7 separate regions of the Mus musculus genome follow, and all the other regions are linked to region 1. A link is a contact called in public Hi-C, HiChIP or PLAC-seq and promoter capture Hi-C data. All regions are on one chromosome and are shown on one strand. The core of a region is the stretch at or near the end of the contact, and the rest is flanking DNA. Distances in the headings are between cores, read along the strand shown.

What was found. Promoter capture Hi-C pulls out the DNA fragments that hold promoters and counts their contacts. Hi-C and Micro-C count contacts between places; a contact is called where the count stands out from the background. HiChIP or PLAC-seq counts read pairs in DNA pulled down with a chosen protein or histone mark.
Region 2: a promoter capture Hi-C map of stem cell-derived epiblast-like cells shows a contact between it and region 1, with 2.5 times the contacts expected there. The contact joins the promoter of Hhat here to the promoter of Plxna2 in region 1. A contact is called at or near these places in 2 of 39 promoter capture datasets (the 3T3-L1 cell line and stem cell-derived epiblast-like cells).
Region 3: a contact with region 1 is called in a promoter capture Hi-C map of hippocampal neurons, with 2.8 times the contacts expected there. The contact joins the promoter of A730013G03Rik here to the promoter of Plxna2 in region 1. A contact is called at or near these places in 2 of 39 promoter capture datasets (the 3T3-L1 cell line and hippocampal neurons).
Region 4: a contact with region 1 is called in an H3K27ac HiChIP or PLAC-seq map of embryonic stem cells, with 7 times the contacts expected there. The contact joins the promoter of Syt14 here to the promoter of Plxna2 in region 1. A contact is called at or near these places in 1 of 39 promoter capture datasets (hippocampal neurons) and 1 of 115 datasets of contacts at active chromatin or transcription factors (embryonic stem cells).
Region 5: a contact with region 1 is called in a Hi-C map of cerebellum, with 1.9 times the contacts expected there. The contact joins the promoter of Hsd11b1 here to the promoter of Plxna2 in region 1. A contact is called at or near these places in 2 of 39 promoter capture datasets (hippocampal neurons and stem cell-derived epiblast-like cells), 1 of 484 Hi-C or Micro-C datasets (cerebellum) and 4 of 115 datasets of contacts at active chromatin or transcription factors (astrocytes, embryonic hindbrain, embryonic midbrain and 1 more).
Region 6: a contact with region 1 is called in an H3K27ac HiChIP or PLAC-seq map of SST interneurons, with 4 times the contacts expected there. The contact joins the promoter of G0s2 here to the promoter of Plxna2 in region 1. A contact is called at or near these places in 3 of 39 promoter capture datasets (the 3T3-L1 cell line, embryonic stem cells and hippocampal neurons) and 5 of 115 datasets of contacts at active chromatin or transcription factors (SST interneurons, astrocytes, embryonic forebrain and 2 more).
Region 7: a contact with region 1 is called in a promoter capture Hi-C map of hippocampal neurons, with 7 times the contacts expected there. The contact joins the enhancer-like site here to the promoter of Plxna2 in region 1. A contact is called at or near these places in 3 of 39 promoter capture datasets (the 3T3-L1 cell line and hippocampal neurons), 2 of 484 Hi-C or Micro-C datasets (the HL-1 cell line and cortical neurons) and 6 of 115 datasets of contacts at active chromatin or transcription factors (astrocytes, embryonic forebrain, embryonic stem cells and 3 more).

Annotation. Positions count from the first base shown.
Region 1 is chr1:194,618,549-194,621,095 of GRCm38.p6, forward strand. Plxna2 (plexin A2) reads left to right here and starts at 1,281. Exons shown (of 32, transcript NM_008882.2): 1 at 1,281-1,849.
Region 2 is chr1:192,769,950-192,772,496 of GRCm38.p6, forward strand. Hhat (hedgehog acyltransferase) reads right to left here and starts at 1,270. Exons shown (of 12, transcript NM_144881.4): 1 at 1,031-1,270.
Region 3 is chr1:192,833,935-192,836,481 of GRCm38.p6, forward strand. A730013G03Rik (RIKEN cDNA A730013G03 gene) reads right to left here and starts at 1,279. Exons shown (of 1, transcript NR_155503.1): 1 at 1-1,279.
Region 4 is chr1:193,034,509-193,037,055 of GRCm38.p6, forward strand. Syt14 (synaptotagmin XIV) reads right to left here and starts at 1,267. Exons shown (of 8, transcript NM_181546.3): 1 at 1,115-1,267. The coding sequence starts at 1,127.
Region 5 is chr1:193,241,075-193,243,621 of GRCm38.p6, forward strand. It overlaps Hsd11b1 (hydroxysteroid 11-beta dehydrogenase 1), which reads right to left and starts at 1,286. Exons shown (of 6, transcript NM_001044751.1): 1 at 1,101-1,286; 2 at 258-388. The coding sequence starts at 1,188.
Region 6 is chr1:193,271,924-193,274,470 of GRCm38.p6, forward strand. G0s2 (G0/G1 switch gene 2) reads right to left here and starts at 1,265. Exons shown (of 2, transcript NM_008059.3): 1 at 1,066-1,265; 2 at 237-879. The coding sequence starts at 851. The coding sequence ends at 540.
Region 7 is chr1:193,314,907-193,317,453 of GRCm38.p6, forward strand. All of the region lies in intron 3 of Lamb3 (laminin, beta 3), which reads left to right. Among named protein-coding and RNA genes, the nearest start is that of Lamb3, 14 kb to the left of the region's middle. Within about 2 kb of position 1,280, at least 95 of the 459 cell types and tissues checked have an H3K27ac peak or open chromatin away from gene starts, as enhancers often do. A contact at or near this core is called in astrocytes, cortical neurons, hippocampal neurons and 1 more, where this site is marked.

The DNA.
Region 1 (2,547 bases), core at 31-2,530:
GACAGCCAGAGATACATAGTGAAGAAAACCAAACCAACCAAACTACCAAACAGCCAACTCTACATCCCAAAATCCCGTGTCTCTAATATAGTTGATGAAAGTGATCTTCTCTTCTCTTCTCTTCTCTTCTCTTCTCTTCTCTTCTCTTCTCTTCTCTTCTCTTCTCTTCTCTTCTCCTCCTCCTCCTCTTTCTTCTTCTTCTTCTTCTTCTTCCTCTCTCTCTCTCTCTCTCTCTCTCTCTCTCTCTCTCTCTCTCTCTCCTACTGAGAATTCAGTCAACTGTTTTTATATGCTTTCAGAAGCATCCCACATCCCTCTTTCTTTTTATACCGGTGAAGAGTATGGCCACAAGAGGGCAGTAGGGGACATTTGTCAGACACTTTGATGTGTTGAGTAAACTCGGTGTGTTCAATCTCCATCGGGGAATTCGAAGACCCTGAGACCTTGCAGGGGTATAGCTTGCACAGGCCCTCGCGGGAAAGCCGTAGCCGCAGTTGCAGATTCACAGACTACGAACCAAGGAATCAAGACCCGTGAGCGCGGAAGCAACCAGGACTGAAAAATCCTCTTTTCTGGGGATATTAAAGTTGTCTTAATCTTCTAGCCATTACCCTCTGCCTCCAGTACGAGGCGGGCTCGCGGGTCTGGATAATGCAAACGCTCCTGGTACTATGGTTTCCACAGCACCCACCCGAGTCAGCCCCTACCTCCTTTTCCAATGGAACAGGAAACCGGAGATGCAAAGCCAGACTCCTCTTTAAAATGTAGAAATAATTATCAACAACTTCAAACCTCTTTTGACAGCTCGTTGGCTTTCTAGAATTTGTAGGGTAGAGAAATTTGCTGTTCCGAAATCCGACACCCCATCTCAAGCCCATCAGTAATATATGTCCCTCCACACTCACCCCTAGCTCACAGGTGAAGAGAAAGGAGGGGAGGCTTTGCTTGGTGACAGGTGACGCCACGCGAGGGGATGGGGTGCTCTCATCACTCTGATCCCCTCCCGAAGCCTAGCCAGCTGGCTTACCAGGCCCCAAGACATGAGTCCCTAGACCCTGGTACAACCTTTCTGGGCCCTTGACTACTGACAGTGTCTGGTGGTCCAAACTGAGCGAGCAGAACGCCTGCAGAGCCGTAGCTCTGCCGGGTTCTTGGGTGGACCAGCTAGGGTATTCGGTCTGCGCGGGCGGGGCGCGTGGGCGGGGAGGGGGTTAACGCGGCCTCTATGATAATGAGCTGAGCGGTAATATAGGAGGCCGGCTGAGGGCGCCGCCACCGGAGCTGAGCTGAGCCGCGCTGCGCGCAGCACTGTCCGCGCAGAGCCGAGTGGGGGCGGCTGGAGCAGCTGCTGGGATCCTTCAGCTGAAGACGAGCGATCAGATCTGGTGGACCCGTGAGCCGTGGAGCCGCGGGGAGCTTATGGGCCCGGTCGCAGACAGAGCTGGCAGCGGTTCCTGGAGGAAATAGGGCCGAGCAAGCCAGGAGCAGAAGGGAAGGAAGCGCGGGATCGCTGATGTCAGAGCAGCCCGGAAAGTCGTGCTGGAGAAAACTGAAGACACCCGGCTTTGAGCCGCCCCGGAGGGACCCTGCGGGACCCCACGCCCCTTCACAACCGGGTCCCTGCGCACAAGCGACTGGGACGAAGACGCGAGGAACCATTCGGGGGCCACCCCAGGAATACAGGCAAGCGGCCGGCGCGGGCCGAGGATTTTAATGATCCTGGGTTACATGTGGAACTGGCTGCCAGTGTGACTCCCGTCAGGCAGGACTGGGCGCACGCTGCCCTGGGCAACCGCCAGTTGAGCGGACGAAGAGGGGACGCAGGGACAGACAGACACTGCCGAGCTGGGTAAGCAGCGCCCTCCGCCCTTTCCCCGAGCGCGCTCCCGCGGCGGTTCCTCCGGCGCAGCCTCCTCAGGTCCCCTTGGGGTCCCGGCCCCGGCCCCGGCTTGGTTGTGGCGGCGAGTATACGCGCGTGATCCGCCACTTTCGCAGCTGCAGTCTCCTGTCCAGGCTTCCGGGCCATAGACTCCAGCGGCTCTGGTGGTTCCGGCGCTCCGTGGCGCGCTTATAGCGCGCACCTGCCGGCTGTCTGCAGCTCTGGGGAGCGCCTGAGCGACGAGGTCGTCCCAGGGTTGGAGCCCAGAGAGGGCCTCCGTGGCACTAGCAAGATAGCCTGGAGCGACTATGGCCGGAGGCCGGTTGGGGGGCGTTCACCAGGCAGTGTAGTCCCGGGTGGCCGCTGGCTGTTCCAGTGGTTCAGTAGACTGGGAATCACCGGGAAGGAGAAGGCATCCTTTGCGTGCGTTCCGGGAATCTGTGAGAACGGTTTGGAAGCACTGTAGTTAAGTGTTCCTGTCCCCATCCCCCATGGCATAGTGCCCAGCTGGGGCCAGCCCCCTTGGTTTGAGCAACAGTGGTGCTGGTTGAAGTGGGAGTTTGTCCAGAGTCCAAGAGGCTCCTTAAAGCTCATTTCCCTCCATGTACTCTTTTTTGCCCTACCTCACGAAGTGATAGGATCTTAGAAAATTCCAGTTTCTTTTACTC
Region 2 (2,547 bases), core at 20-2,519, 1.8 Mb before region 1:
GCCTTTGTCCCCAAAGAAGGCTCCAAACCCCAGCCCCTAGCATAGACAATTCATTGGTGCTGGTGGCCTTGAAGGGTCTTGGAGAACACAGCTTGTCTTTCTGGGGTGCTGTCAAAACAACACATCCATCAGAACTGTCCTTAGCCAGCACATAAACCATCCTACGGGGAGAGAAATCACAGGGAAGTCGGAACATGAAGAATAGAAGCCAGAAAGAATGGACTTCTAGACCCTGAGTGAAAGCGCACAGCCCTTCAAAGCTTTCCCTGAGCCGCGTCCTGTGGCACTGGAGCAGATGCTCAGCTCTACATAATAGAACACCACACTGAACGGAGCAGACACACTGCATAACGCTGTCAGTCCCCACACGTAGAAGGCCCTGATCTAAAAGCGGCCAATAGCTGTTGAATCTGGGGGAGGAGAGCCTGCATAAAAACTGGTGTCTCCCAGTCTTGCCACTGAACAGATGAGGGAAACTAAGTCCAGAGAGTTTCTGGAAAGCGAAAGAGATCTTTAAACTGAGAACTGGGGCTCGGTGGTTAAACATTTGCTGCACGGGTTTGTTGGCCCAATTTCAACACACACACACACACACACACACCACGAAGAAAACAGAAATCTCTGAGCTGGGCCGGGTGGGGGCGTGGGGAGGGCCTGTAGGCGCCCTTCCTGCAGGGAGCAGCAGGGTTCTCGGTTCCCGGGACTCCGTGCCTTTGTGTCGCCGCCCTCCAGCACGCGGACACGGACACGGGAAGCGGAAACGCTATTGCGTTTCTCCCCCACGTCAGCGGCGAGCCTCCCACGACCTGCTGCGGCACCCCAGCCAGCCCCCTGTCTCCGCGCAGGTTAAGTCGTGGCAGCCTTTGCAACCACAGGCCCCTGCACGGCCGCCAGCTCCACGCGCGCCCGCCGCCAGCCCCCGCGCGCCCTCTGACCCTGCGGGGCCTCACCACCCACGCCCCCTCCTGCTCTCCACGCGCGCCCCCGATGCACGGCTTTTCCCCTGTCTGTCTCGCGCGGGCGAAATCACCTGGATCGCAGTGTGCAGAGCTGGGCGAGCGGGAGAGAAGGCGTCCCTGCACCCCGCCGCGCTGAGCCGCGGCCCGGGAGGGACTCGCGAGCACAGCGCGGGTCAGAGGCCGCGGGGGTGAGCGCCTGGCCTGAGATGTTGTGCCCGGGTTCCCGAACGCAGGATTGGCCAGGGCTCTGTACATTTACTGGAGCCGAATCATTACACAGGGTCCCACCAGAACCTCAGGCTCCAGGATTCTTCCGGTCCCCAAAGGAATGAGTCTGGGGCGGGGGTGTGTACGGCCTGCCCTGCTACAGGAAGATGACTTAGACCAGTGAAGGGCAGACTAAATAGAGCTGGAGAAATCTCTGCAAAACCGACTTTAAAATCATCTTCACTTCCACCTTCCCCAGCACCAACTAAAACAGCCGGACCAGGAGTGCCAGGTTGCCCAAAATAAAAACACAGGGTGCCAAGTTAATACTTTCTTGGTATCATATGGCCTTTGTTGTTTGGAAGACGTAATATACTTTCTAACAGTTCCTGGGGGTTGGAGAGATGTGGCTCAGTGAGTAAGGGTTTGCTATGCAAGTGTTAGGATCTGAGTTTAATCCCCACACTGAAGTAAAGAGCCAGGCATGGCTGGTGTGCCTGTAGCCCCGTCATTGAAGGTAGAGACTCTATCGAACCCCTAGATCCTGACCAGCTGCCTTAGTCTAAACAGGAAGCCTCCAATTAGAGGCTAATGCAGACCCTGCACCACAAAAATGAGGTGAGGCAAGAGGAAGATGTGGAAGCCTTGCTCTGGCCTCTTCAGGAGAGCACCCAACATGCATACAACATATATGTCTTGTATATTTGTAATAACAGTGTGCCTTGGTACCTGACAAGTCTGGTCACTGTAATAAAGCCCAGGGTTTGGCCCAGAAGGTGCCAAAGTGTTAGCTCTGCTCTGGGACAGTCAGAAGAGGTGGTCCTCTTCTGTGTCAGGTTCTAAATGGCCTGTTACTGTGGGTTCAATGCCATTTAAGTCTAACTCTTTTCTACATGTGCACAGTGCTCATTTGAAGACATAAAATAAAGTCAGGTTTGGCTAATGTAAATCAGAAACATCTGTGTAAGAGAAAATACTCCAGGCTTGTGACCCAGCTATACAGCCAAGACAGGAGGATCCGAAGTTCAAAACCAGGGCTACAGAGTGATTTTGACAAACTGTCTCAAAATGTAAAAGTAAGCATTGGCAGAGGAGACACAGCTCAGTGGTGGAGCCTTGCCTCACATGCAGAACACCCACAATACCAAAGCCCAAAGCAAGACTAAGCAATGAGCTGAAGAACGTGCCGGCGGGGAATATTCCAAGTGGTACTTCTTAGTACACGTGGATTTAAAACAGTTGATGGAAACATCAGAATCCAGTTGCACGTAGACAAGAGACTTGAGTGTGGGAGTGTATTTTGACAAAATTATCTTATATTCTAAGAGACTGGAAGCTTTGCTGGGCTTCTCGGGTGAAGTTAATAATATACATTGAGGTC
Region 3 (2,547 bases), core at 29-2,528, 1.8 Mb before region 1:
GAGGTAGAGCGCAAGGGGCCGAGCGTATCTGGGCCCTGTCCGCTTTTCGAGTTGCGAGTTGCGGGTCCTGCTGAGCCTTGACTTCCTTTTACAGTCCCCACAGGAGACCTCCAGGGGCCTCGGAGGCCTGGCAGTAGTCTAAACACAGCGATTTGTTTTTTATCTGTCTATCCATCTGTCTGCCTATAGTTCAGTTGAGCTTTCCCATCTTTCTTCCCATGGGCTTTTAGCAATAAGCGAGGTGAGGCTGTCCAGTCGAAAGCTTGCAACAGAAGCATTAAGCAGGAATGTGTCCTTGACCCTCTGAGCCAGGGGAGACGAAGGCCAAGCTCTAAAGCCTCAAACTCGAGGGCTCCCGGTAGGGCCCTGGCCTCTCGCTCTGGTCCTTGGTCGGGGTCAGGGCGCGCCCTGGGGTGTCCAGCCCGGGACAGATAGAACCAGTGCTGACGCTTCTGTCAACTGTTGGAGGCCTAGGCCAAGCCAAAAAGGTCTGGAGTATAGAGTGAGGCCTGGCCCGGGGAAAGTTCCCCTGGTAGTTCCGAGGTGTGGACCCGGCTGAGAACAGGCGATGAAAGTTAAAAGGACTGTGGTTTCAAAGAAGGCCAATCTGGACGCTAGGATGCTGAGCGCGTGAGTGCCCAACCTCTGCAGGTGAACTGAGGCAGGGGCATCAGCATCCCAGGCCTGGGGACGCAGTCCCAGGCAGGCGCGCACCCGCATGCACGCACATGCACACGGCGTCACCGACATACGCCTGCACCCACTGTCTGTGCCTCGCGAGGCCTGCTGCCCCGGTGCACGACAGCCGGCGACCGCGCGCTCCTCCAGCCCCGGGCGCTCTGCAGAGCCCCCGCCCGGCCGCGCGGCGCTCGCTCCGGCTCTTTGTTATGTTAATTCCCTTCCCAGCTGGTGCCAGCTGCCTGCACAATGGGCGCCCGGAGCCCCGCCAGCCCTCGCCAGCCCGTGAGTGGGGGCGGGGAGGACCGTGCACCCTATGTGGATGGGGCGGGCTAGTCCCGCTGAGTGAACGCTGCGGGGCGAGCAGCACCTCCCCCCATGCCGGCGAAACCGCGCTTCTGAGGCCTGCGGAGCGAGCTCTGATGCTTTCCAGTCGCCGGGACTGCCTGCCCTCTAGGTGCCAGGGCTGGATGGAAAGTAAAAGGCTTCTGGGCGGCTCCAGACCCGTGAGGATGAAAGAGGACAGCCGCTTCCAGACCACACAGCTAATCCCGCCATAAACCTCGAGTAAATACCGGGAGAGAAGGAGCAGGCCCGCTACAGATGTGGAGTGCAGCCTCCGGGGATCCCCAAATTAAAACCCGGGCAGGAGAGGCACTTGGACCACCACCAAATGACACTAATTGGGTTATGGGACCATAATCTTAGCTGGTAAGAAAAAAATCCAGTTACAGTCACAGCTGCAAGGACTGTCTTCATAAAGCTGCAGAGGGAACGCGGGCTTTTTTTTATTACGCATAAACATGAGGAAGAGGCTCAGGGTCCCCGCCTGCATGGTGCGGAGAGGCGAAGGACTTTTGTGCCGGGAGCAGCAGCGCTACATGCCTGGCTGGCTCCGGGTGTGCAGGGCTAATGGGCTGGGAGTGGATGGGGTAATGTATTGAGCTGGGGAGCAAATCTGCCTGCAGGAATGTAGTTCCAGGATAGGAGAACAGTCATGGGCAGTGCGAGCGCGTGCAGGCGCGCGCGCACCCTTCCCCCCTCCCCCTACACACTTGGTGGGGAGAACAGATTAAACGATACTAGAATGACTGAGTTAAGCTTAGATCTATAATAACTGGAGTTGTAAGCCGGGCAGTGATGGCGCACGCCTTTAATCCCAGCACTTGGGAGGCAGAGGCAGGCGGATTTCTGAGTTCGAGGCCAGCTTGGTCCACAGAGTGAGTTCTAGGATGGCCAGGGCTACACAGAGAAACCCTGTCTCAAAACAAAACAAAAAAATAGTAGTAGTAGTAGTAGTAATAATAATAATAATAACTGGAATTGTGAATGAATTCTTACAACTTCCATGTCAAGAAACACTCACATGGACAAATGATCGGGGTTGCTTTAGGATTCTTCAGTGACAATTTCCAACAGCGACCCATGCCACCCTCATTGTGTATAGCCATCTTGTCTAAAGCCAGTGAAGGTCAGGCTGCCTGCAGGCTCTTACTGGTTTGAATTATAGCCATGGAAAAATAGATCTTTTTTTCCTTCAGCTGTTGGTTTTTCAAACTGTGAGAAGCAAGAGTTTGGAGCTGGCCAGCCTGGTGTCCCTGGGCAAGCTAAGAGTTTCCTTTATCTGGCATCCTCAATCACTGGCTTCGGTCACCCTTAGGAGCCACACAAGGAAGGAAAAGACAGCAGACCCTCATCTGAGACTCCAGTCACCCTTGGCCCCCAGATGCACATAGCCTCCAGGTGTGCCAAAGTGGCCAAGAGGTAGAAGGTTGACAAGGTGCAACATTTAGTCAGAGGTCTTCCTGAACCACCTATGGGCCTGTAAGGTTACTCCAAGAAACCCACTGGTTCAACAAGCTGGACGAT
Region 4 (2,547 bases), core at 17-2,516, 1.6 Mb before region 1:
GGCTGGATCCTAAAGAAGCCCCCAGGCGTGTATACTAACAGAGACCAGTCACCTAAGGGAATTACTGTGCGAGGGGGAACACATTAAATGTAGGCAAGTAATGATTCAGCTACAGGTACTCTGTACAGGTCACGCAGGGAAGTTTTGGAAATCCTTTTTTTTGTACTGAGCTCATCTAAAATGGAAAACAAGATGCTGTAAGCATCACACCTGTGTGATACTAACTGCACAATATGCTCCTTAAAAGCAAGGCAAATTCCACTCCACTCCAACTCCATGCTCTCAGAATAAGAGGAAAATACACATCGGTACCACTTACCTTACCCAATTCGAATCAAGCTACTTGTGAAACATTTCTGTTGCCAATCTTCTGGGTGCGTTTGTCATAAATAGGCATTTGCCTCTCCCCGGAAAAAAGCAATTGTGAGGGTCAGATAAGAGGGTTGACCTCACGAAGATGTCCTGGCCCCCCTATACCCGTCAACCGAAGGGGACAGCGTGGTTATCATCGGCCCAGAAAGCCCGACAGGAGCAGCAGGATGAGCGGATCCCACAAGGGCAGCCTCCCGCTGCCGAACAGCACGGCGCTTCTCAATACCTCAGAGCCTCATTCACCTCAGCATCTCGGTATCTCAGCGCCCTAGTACCTGAGCATCTCACTCAGTACCTCAGCGCCTTAGTAACTGAGTCTCCTCAGTGCCTCAGAACCTCAGCGCCTCATTTACCTCAGAGACTCAGCACCTCAGTGTCTAAGTACCTAAGTCTCCTCTGTGCCTCAGAACCTCAGCGCCTCATTATCACCTCAGAGACTGAGCGAGTTGGCGTCTAAGTACCTCAGCGCCTTAGTACCTGAGCATCTCACTCAGTACTTCAGAGCCTTAGTACCTGAGCATCTCACTCAGTACTTCAGAGCCTTAGTGCCTGAGCATCTCACTCGGTACCTCAGCGCCCAAAGTGTGTAGGCCAGTGCTCGCGAGGGCCGCACGCCGCGCCTAGGCCGGTGTCCCGCATTAGCTTCCCTTACAGTCCGGACCCGCAACCCGCACCTCGGCCTCCTGGGCCCTGCGCTCGCTCGCGGGGCGTCTTCTCCGCGCATCGCTTGCCTTCCACTTACCTTCGATCGCCATGATGCGCTCGCCATGGACCGCACCAACCACGCAGGGAGAGCGGGGGTAAGTGCTGGAGCTTGCTCTTCTTAGGCCTCGGGCCAGAGGGGCGGGAACGCCCCGGGGCCAGGCAGCTGGGCCTCCAGGAGCTGGGGCGGGGCGGCGGGGTGGGGTCGAAGCTCCGGAGCAGGCGGCGCAGGAAGCGGAACCTTCCACGGTCGCGCACCGTCGGCACGTGACACCGCCCCGCCCCCGGCCCCTCTAGGCCCCGCCCCTCGCAACAACTATAGTTTGGCCCACAACCTCGACTTAACCCATTCCCATCTACCTTCCCAGGCCCCGCCCCCGAAATATCCACAACCCCGCCTACCACCCTGACCCGCCACGCCCGCCTCTTGCTGGCCACGCCCTCACCTCCCCCAACCCCCTCTCCCCCAGCCAGTGCAGGGTCTCAGGCGGGCGTTCCCAACAGGTGCAGACAGAGCAGAGAGCAGCCTCAGCAGCCAGCCTTCACCAGGCTTCCAGAGCGGCTGGACAAGCGGTCAGGACCACGGACAGGTCTCCGCACCCAGGAGGTGCCAGATTCCCTCTCAGCGAAGATCTATTCAGTTTGGTTTGGTTTGCCTGAACACTCACCTCAGATTTCAGCCAGCCAGTAGAGACAGCTTCGTGGCACAGCAAACCAGAAAGAGGGATCGTGAGGATAGTCTCTGTCTCTCCCTCCTTCCCTCTCTCTCTTCAGCCTCATTTCTAATGTGACCCAACTCCACAGGAGCCTGATGCCTCCTTGGAGGAACGAGTTCCCCATTTGTCTATGCATTGCAAGCACACATTTGAAGCCACACAATTGTAGGTGTTGCACAGACGTCTTGACAAAGGGCCTGAAATGCATGTCATGTACCCATTTTTAAGTTTGCAAGCCCTTGAGCATGTGAACACCCAAAAGCCAACCCCGAGCAAACTAGCTACCTAATCAGCCCCTCTCCACTGTTTATCCCGCTTCGTTTGGGTACTTTAAAGGCCGGATGGAGGAGCCTAGAAGGATAGGGGATTAGTGATTCTTCCTTGTGGAGAAGATGGTCACTCCTAGAACAGGTGGCTATATTAAGGACAGAAACAAAGAAGAAAATATTTTCCACTTATTATGTGAGGTTGGACTGTAATCTAGAGCAGAAACTGCCTTTCATTGCTTTTATATAACTTCTCCCTCAGTCGATTGATGCTCAATAGGCATCGATTCTTTAACATTTTTTTTCTACATTTGCTTATTTATTGGGGCAGGACCTTCGTGTGAAGGTTAAAAGACAGTTTGCAGAAGTTTGTTCTCATCACCATATGACCTCCAGGGATCAAAATCAGGTTGTCAGCCAGGCTTGGTAGCAAACATCTTTACCTTCTGAGACTTTTCCCTGACCCTGTTCTTTAATGTTTTGACTAGTCC
Region 5 (2,547 bases), core at 36-2,535, 1.4 Mb before region 1:
ATGGGGCATGCCAACATAAATAAATGCATGAGCAGATACAGGAACCCCAGTCTCTGAATACATGTATCTGCACAAGGGCAATGTGTATGAACAGGTACAACTATGAACATACACAGTCAAAGAACTCTGTGGCTACCAACACCAAACACATGCAAGTGTGTGTGTGTGTGTGTGTGTGTGTGTGTGTGTGTATTGGGTGGGGGGGCAAGACTTTGTACATTAAGTGTGAGACTATAAGGGGGACACAGAACACTCACCTTCTGGAGACCTTCCTCCGACCTGGCAGTCAATACCACATGGGCTCCCATTTTTGACAGATGATATGCCATTTCTCTTCCAATCCCTTTGCTGGCCCCAGTGACAATCACTTTCTTTCCCTGGAGCATTTCTGGGGAACCACAGAAGCCGTGAGTGTCCCCAAAGCCTTGTCTTGCTTTCCATACTTAGAGGTTGTGAGCCCAGATCATTTTATCTCATGCTGTAACCACTGAAGCTGCACTTGCGGTTATTCATAAACAGGCTCTCAAACATGGGTTTGGCCTGGATGTCCAGAGCCGAGCCATCCTGCTATCATTTCTAAAAATCTCCACACGCAGAGATCATAGAGACAAGGCCAGAGAGGTCAGAGTTTGGTGAAAGTACCCAAGTTCAACCCTTTTGTCATAATCTAATTTTGCTAACTTGAAAGGGAATTTAAAAGAGCATCACAAAATGTGTTCACAGAGATTTCAGCCCATCTACTTAGTCATCAACTTCATAACCCTTTTTTTTTTTTTTTTTGATTCTCGGCTATCAGTATCTCCATGGAACACAGCTATCTGGATGAGCCCTGTGTCTGGGTACTACCTTCCCTTCTGTAGATCTGACATCACTTTCCATGCTGTAGGTCCAGCAAAGCATGACCTCCTTGGCTGTAAGGCTCACCCCCTCCCAGTCCTCTCCTGCCCACAGTCTGTGGCTGGAGGATACAGGGTTACAGATTCAACATTAGGGTTTGAATCAGTGATGTAGGGATCAAGAACACAGCTAGAACTTTAGGAACATTCCAGCACCTCTGTGTTTTAAGCCTGTTTCTCCAAATGAGACACAGTGGTACTCACCTGGTCTGAACTCTTCATTTGTAGAATAGTAGTAGTAGGCCAGGAAGAGCACCAGGATCGGGAGGAGGTAATTTTTCATAACTGCCATCAAACAGGGACCTGGCTCAGGGCGCCCTGTAGGACACACGAAGAAAACCTGCAGAGCTTTCTACAACCTCCCAGGCAGGCAGCAGCCTCTGAATTGTGACATCAGGGACGGGGGAGGCTGGAGTAGTCTCAGGCAGCACTAGCCAACTTCCCTGTCAGAGCAACGATTGGCTTTGGGTGGGATCCCATTCGTCCCTGGCAGCCTGCGTGGTGGATTTCATAATGGACAATGTTTACTCCATTTCATTGAGTAAGAGGCAACTTCCAGATGGCCAGGCTCATGACTGTGCAGGGCTGGGTTCCTGAGCATCTCCTACTGCGACATCCTTTGCACACGGCAGAATGGCCTTGCAAGAATGGCTTGTCAGGGAGGGAGGGGGAGAGGGCAGAGCAAGGGAGGGAAGGAGGAAGGGAGAAAGAGAGGGAGGGAGGGAGAGAAAGAGAGACAGAGACAGAGATACACACAGAGAGAAACAGCACCTAAGAACCCCTGAGCATGTGGGGCTTTGGGGAAATATGAATGATATCAAATAGAGCTAAACTCAAGCCAAATCTCACCCTTGGCCCCACTCCCCAGTCAGAAGCAATTAAAAATAAGAACACAAAACAGCAAAATAAGCTCAAGGGAAAAAAAATGTGCATGTCTTAGGAGAAAAAAGAATAAAGCAAACAAGCCATATAAGCCCCACACTCCAGTTCAATGAAAAAGCATTACAACATCAAAGAGAAGTTGCAACCCAGCCAGACCCAGATGGCGGGAAACCCAAGCTCAGTTCAAGACTCTCAGGCAAGTGCAAGGGAGCTCACCCTTATTACTTTAACAGAGAATGAAGAAGGAACAATGGGCCCCAAAACGGGAAGAAAGGCAGCAGGTTGTTAAACTGGGTTATGCAAATGCTGTGGAGCAGCGAGGAACAGAAGAGGATGCTGAGAAAAGGAGGCCAGACTAGAAGATCTAGACCATCTTTGGCTATAGCCACACTGCTCGCTCATAAGCTGCAGTGCTAACCTTTTGACCTCTACTTTGAGTCTGGGTCTCAGTTAAGTTGATCAGGCTTGCCTGGAACTTGCTCTGTAGCCTCAGACTTGCGATCCTCCTGCCTCAGCCTCCCAAAGAGTTGGGATTCCATACCTGTTGCCATAAAGTTCCAAGGGATGTACTTGAAGTAAAACTAGCATAGAGCATCCAAGTCCCAGGTAAAAAACGATCCAACAGGAGCATCAAGACAAGAGACACTCTAGCAATTAAAAATGTGTCGTTATGACAAGGCAGAAATAATCACCTTCTTTTATGTGTAGCAAGATTTTATTAAAGAATAATCCTCAAAGAGTTAAAGACACACCACAGTTAAGTTTTTCA
Region 6 (2,547 bases), core at 15-2,514, 1.3 Mb before region 1:
TTTGCTCTAGAAATCCACTGGTTCTCTCTCTCTCTCTCTCTCTCTCACTCAAGGTCAGAAATTGATTTATCTTGTGATCCAAAAAATGCTAACTCCTGTACCATGTTTAGAGTTTCACTCTTGTGTGAGTAGAACTGTCTTGTGCCAGGCAGTATTCAAGCCCCAGGTATGAAGCAGGACTAGCCACAGTTCTGGGTGAGAGAGTCATCTCACCTCCCAAGAATTAAATAATGAGATAGAGTATAAAAGGTTTTTATTTCAAAATGCAAAACGATAGTCATTGCAATAATAATAATAACAATAAAAATAACTGTATAAAAAGCCTGTCTCCTTCTCTAATGCAAAGTGATAGCTCCTTGATTGCTCGCACAGCCTAGGGCAAATCACAGTGCGTGCTGCACAGCAGCAAATCAGTCCCAGACCCCTTAGGTGATCTGTGTGGGGTCAGTTCTGGATTCGGTGGCACCTTGAAACAGCATGTGACTCTGTTGCCCACCTGGGTCATGATCTGTGTCTCCCTTCTCTGTCAGTCACCGGCCTTAAGAGGCGTGCTGCCGGAGGGACAGGGCCCGGCTGCACAGGGTCGCCTCCTGTGCCTTGCCTCCTGCCAGCAGGGCCTGCTTGTGGAGGGACTGCTGTTCACACGCTTCCCGCAGCTCCACCACTGCAGCCTCTTGGTCGCGCAGACGGCTGGCGGCTGTGAAAGGGCTGCACACCGTCTCAACTAGGCCGAGCACCACACCGAAGAGCGCCAGCACACTGCCCAGCACGTATAGCTTCACTAGCTTCCCTCGGGGCTTCTGCGCCATCATCTCCTTGGCCAGAGGGATCAGCTCCTGCACACTTTCCATCTGAGCTCTGGGCTGTGGGTGGCTGGGCCTGCAGAGTTAGCAGAGAGGAATGGGGTTGAGTTCGGGTGAGGGAAAGAAGCAGAGAACAGGGAACCCTAAACACAGAAAGGGGGTGGCTGCTGACTAGGGGAACTCGAGCCCAGGGGAGAAGGCAGCTGGGGGAGGGGGTCTGGTGTCTCTTGCCCACCCTCGGTTCCCGGGCCTGGAGGCTCACCTAGGGTGCAGTGGGAAGAGAGGCAGCACTTGCTGGAGAAGGTCAGGCGTCCTTGCGTCAGACTGGCTTTGGCGTTCTTCTTCCCTCAGCTGCTGCTCTTTGGGAGGGACACTCCGCAGCTGCAGCGCTCTGTGAACAGAGTCCTTATATCTTTTGTCCGGGATCCGCCTCCTGGCTCACTGGCCTGAGCCCTGACTGCAGAAAGAGAAGCGGGGCGGGAGTGGCAGCGGGGGGTGGTGGTGGAGGGGGAGGGTGGGGTGGGGTGGGGGTGGGGAGGGGTGGAAAGGAAGAACGGGAGGGGCGCTGCGGGGGACCAGGGAGGTGACCACGAGTAGTGCACGCCCCTGCTGTGTGCGCCCTGAGACCCTAGCCCGCTGGTGCTGCAAAAACTGAAAGCCCAAGGCACCACTTCAGGGTGCAGCTGAAGAGGAGACCACCAGGTGACGGTGTGGCGTGCTTCCCTTACAGGACACACTTTCTAGTCTTGTCTGTTGCTCTGTTCCCTGGCCCAAGCTCCCCTGTAGTCCAGGAGGAACAGAGACAGACCCTAATGAGGGAATCTGGGGTTCGTTTTCGTTCAGAAAGGTCACCTCTCACCAGTCAGGGAGGGTGTGGGTGGAAGGGAAGGCAACAGAGGGAACCTGCAGTGAGCAGGCAAACCAAATCGAAAAACCGTACCTCCAGGGAGTAGAATGTTCTTCCAGAGTGCTGCTTTCTTGGCTGTTAGGTTTTGCTAAGACATGAGAACAGCGGGAACATTGCTAGTTACCTAATAGAAAGATTTTCTTTGAGGGTTTGAGAGTTTCTTCTAATGCATAGAGGTGTGTGTGTGTGTGTGTGTGTGTGTGTGTGTGTGTGAGAGAGAGAGAGAGAGAGAGAGACATGGAGAGGGAGAGGGAGGGGGAGGGGAGGGGAGGGGAGGGGAGGGGGAGGGGGAGAGGGAGGACAATAAATTAGCCTCAGTAAGGTGCTTCCATAGTTATTTCTGTATTACAGGGAATAGTTATTAAACCCAAAGCACATATCTGTAATTCCAGCAAGAGGCAGGAGGATGGTGAGTTTGAGCATAACCTGAATAAACTGAGATTTTGTGTCAGAAATCAAAATATAGAGGGTTATAGATGTGGTTTTGTGGTGGAGTGCTTGCCTAGTATGTGTTAGGCTGTGTGGGTCATATATATTTGTACACAACACACATGCACACACGCACACACAAATTGCCTTCTCTTCTATGTTTACTTGAGAAGTGAAATTGGCGGTAAGCCTTAAAGAAGGCCCGTGGAAAAAATTGTCTGTAATGAAAGTATTTCACCCTCTTACAGTGATTCCATGCCACCCTTCTCAGGTTTGGGAGAGTGTGCCCTTAGAGTGGGGATCCAGGACGGAGGACACTCTCTGGAAGCTGGTTAGATTAAGATTAAATATGATCCCCTGGGTGGGGGTGGGGTGGGCTATAATTTAGCTGTGGCTATCGGTGTACCT
Region 7 (2,547 bases), core at 30-2,529, 1.3 Mb before region 1:
GTGACCACAGCATGGACTTAGAAAGCCATTGTCAGGGGTAGAATTGATTTCCCACTCTTGGCACTAGGGACATCTTTGCTTTAGAGGGATCTGCCCTTTTTGGGTGAAGAGGAGAGGAGAGCAGTGTTTAGAAAATCTACTTAGTCTCGTGCGTAGTGGTGGCCGTATGACCTCTGTATGCCTTTAGTCAGAATTGCACAGGGTAGTATGGAGTCAGATGCCTGGTACATGAGTCTCTGCTTCATCCATCTAGCTTTCCTGACCAGTACACTGGGGATACTCACCATGTAAGATGTAGTATGTTCCCATCAGAGGTCTTGGAAGGGTGAGCCAAAGGTATGCCGGTAGTGCTCAGGAGAGCAGGCGTACTGCAATGTAATTTGGGGGTATGTGGTGAACCTGGGCTCTATAATCAGCTTTGGAAAATCGCCTTTCTCGATTTAGTTTAGACAGCAATAGAGCTGTCTAAACAGTTTGCTCTGAACGAGAAAGGAGATGAAGTTGAAAATGGCTAACTGCCCTGGAGCCTCTTCCTACCAAGTACCTGCTTCCAGCCCTGACTTTAGCCTTTTACTGGTTCTAGGGAGACTTCAGGAGACTGATCAACCCCATGTTGAGGAAGGGCTGTGGGGTGCCCTCTCTGGCTTCCCACAACTCTTCCTTTCCTGAGAGCCAGATTCCCCATCAGACCTCTGGTCAGTGTCTTCTCCTCTTGATTCTTTTGTCCTGCTGACACCCAGGCTTCTGTGGTTTTCTGGAATGATAAGCTCGGTCCAGGGAGTTTTAACCCATGTCATAACAGGGACAACTTAGCATCACATGTATCTTATGAAGCTGACATGAAGACGTGTGTTTTCTTTACTTTTATTTCCTTTTTAGTTTTTGTAGATTTTTTTCCTCCAAGACAGCAGGGCTTTTGGTTCGTTTTATTTTGTCCCTGGTTTCCTCCTTTGGGCCTTGGCTAGTGCCCAAGACCCTGGAGATAGCTTTGATGAAAACAAAGCAGCCCCCTAGATCATCCCTGAAGGGACTACATCTTGGCTAATCAGAGCTTGCTTTCCTATTCTTGCCTACTGTTCTTCAGAGCCTTCCAATGCACGCTCCTTCCTTCTCTGCTGTGATCCAGGCCCATAGGCTCTTGTTCATTCCTCTGCCCTAGTTTAGCTCTCTGGAAGGGGTTGTCTTTCAGCCAGATTGCTGAGATTCTAGAAGGCTCCAGGAGAAAGTCCAGCCTCTCCAGCTGGAGAGAAAGCAGGAGCCAAACTGGCTGGAGGCCTGGCAGGCTGGACTGATAAGAATGCAGCATCCCTTGGATAGCGCACAGGGAACATGCTGGCTACGTGACCCAGGGAGGGAGTCAGCAGCTGCTGGGAACAGCCATTGCTGTAGAGAAAGGGGCACATAGGGCCTGTGAGAAGAGACTCACACACACTAACATATACACACATTACACGGAAAGGGAAACTGAGGCCAGGGGGAAGGCACACAACTTGTCTTCAATTGAATTCCTATTGTAGCTGTTCTATTTCAGGCCCATCCTGCTGGCGAGTCAACAGCAGAGCTGCTTAAAATACCTGTCTGAAGCTGGGGCTTAGCTTCCCTTTGAGTGCAAAGCCAATTCCCTCTTCAGCCGTGTTACCAGACATGAAGCTCGTAGTGTATGAGCCCAGGAAGCCATCTGATCCCTCATCAGTACTTGTTCACGTGGGAGGGTGGTGGAGATGATTCGAGGCCCCCGTGCAGTCTTTATGACTGAGACAGCTCAGAGCAACGAGCCCACACTGACACCGAATATCTTTAACATATCTTATTTATAATCCTGTCTATATTCCTACATATAAAAGTCAATACCAATTATATAAAAGTTTAAACATATCACAAACTAACGAAAAGTGGGAAAGCCACCTAAAATCCTGTTAGAGAGATAATAAACTGATCTATATGCTTCTCAGTTGAAATAGGTAAATATTGGCAATTTTGTGTGTGTGTTTTCCCTACTATATTGATATATTTTCTTCCCAACATAGTCTGTTCCTTAAAAACTATATCTGAAATCATATTGTATGTATGAGTTTAAGCTTACCTTTAACCCACAAAACATAATAATGTAATCATTTCCCCATACAATTGCACAGTTTCTATAAACTCTTTAATAGTTACATAACTGTCATTTCGGAGCACCAAGGCCATTTCTACCATCTCTGGCTCCTTGTAAAATGTCCTAGGCTAAGAAAGAAAGAGCCTTGTGTTACGTGCTGCCATGGCCAGCAAGGGATGGGCTCAGCTCCCAGCCTGGGGTGGGGAGCTCTGGTGACAGCGTTTGCCAGAAGGCAGCTGGCCCTGTCTCTCCTCCGGACATGTGCTGAGTACAGGCAGAATGAAGTGGAAAATATGCATATGAGGCGGGGCAGAGTGAGGGGAAGGGCACACTCCCTCGCCAAGGACCAAATAGGGTCTAGGGGGGCCTCCTGCCCTAGTCTTCTCTTGCCCAGAAAAGATGACGCTAAATGCCCAGGCATTTCAGCTAGTAGCACATCTCTCATCACC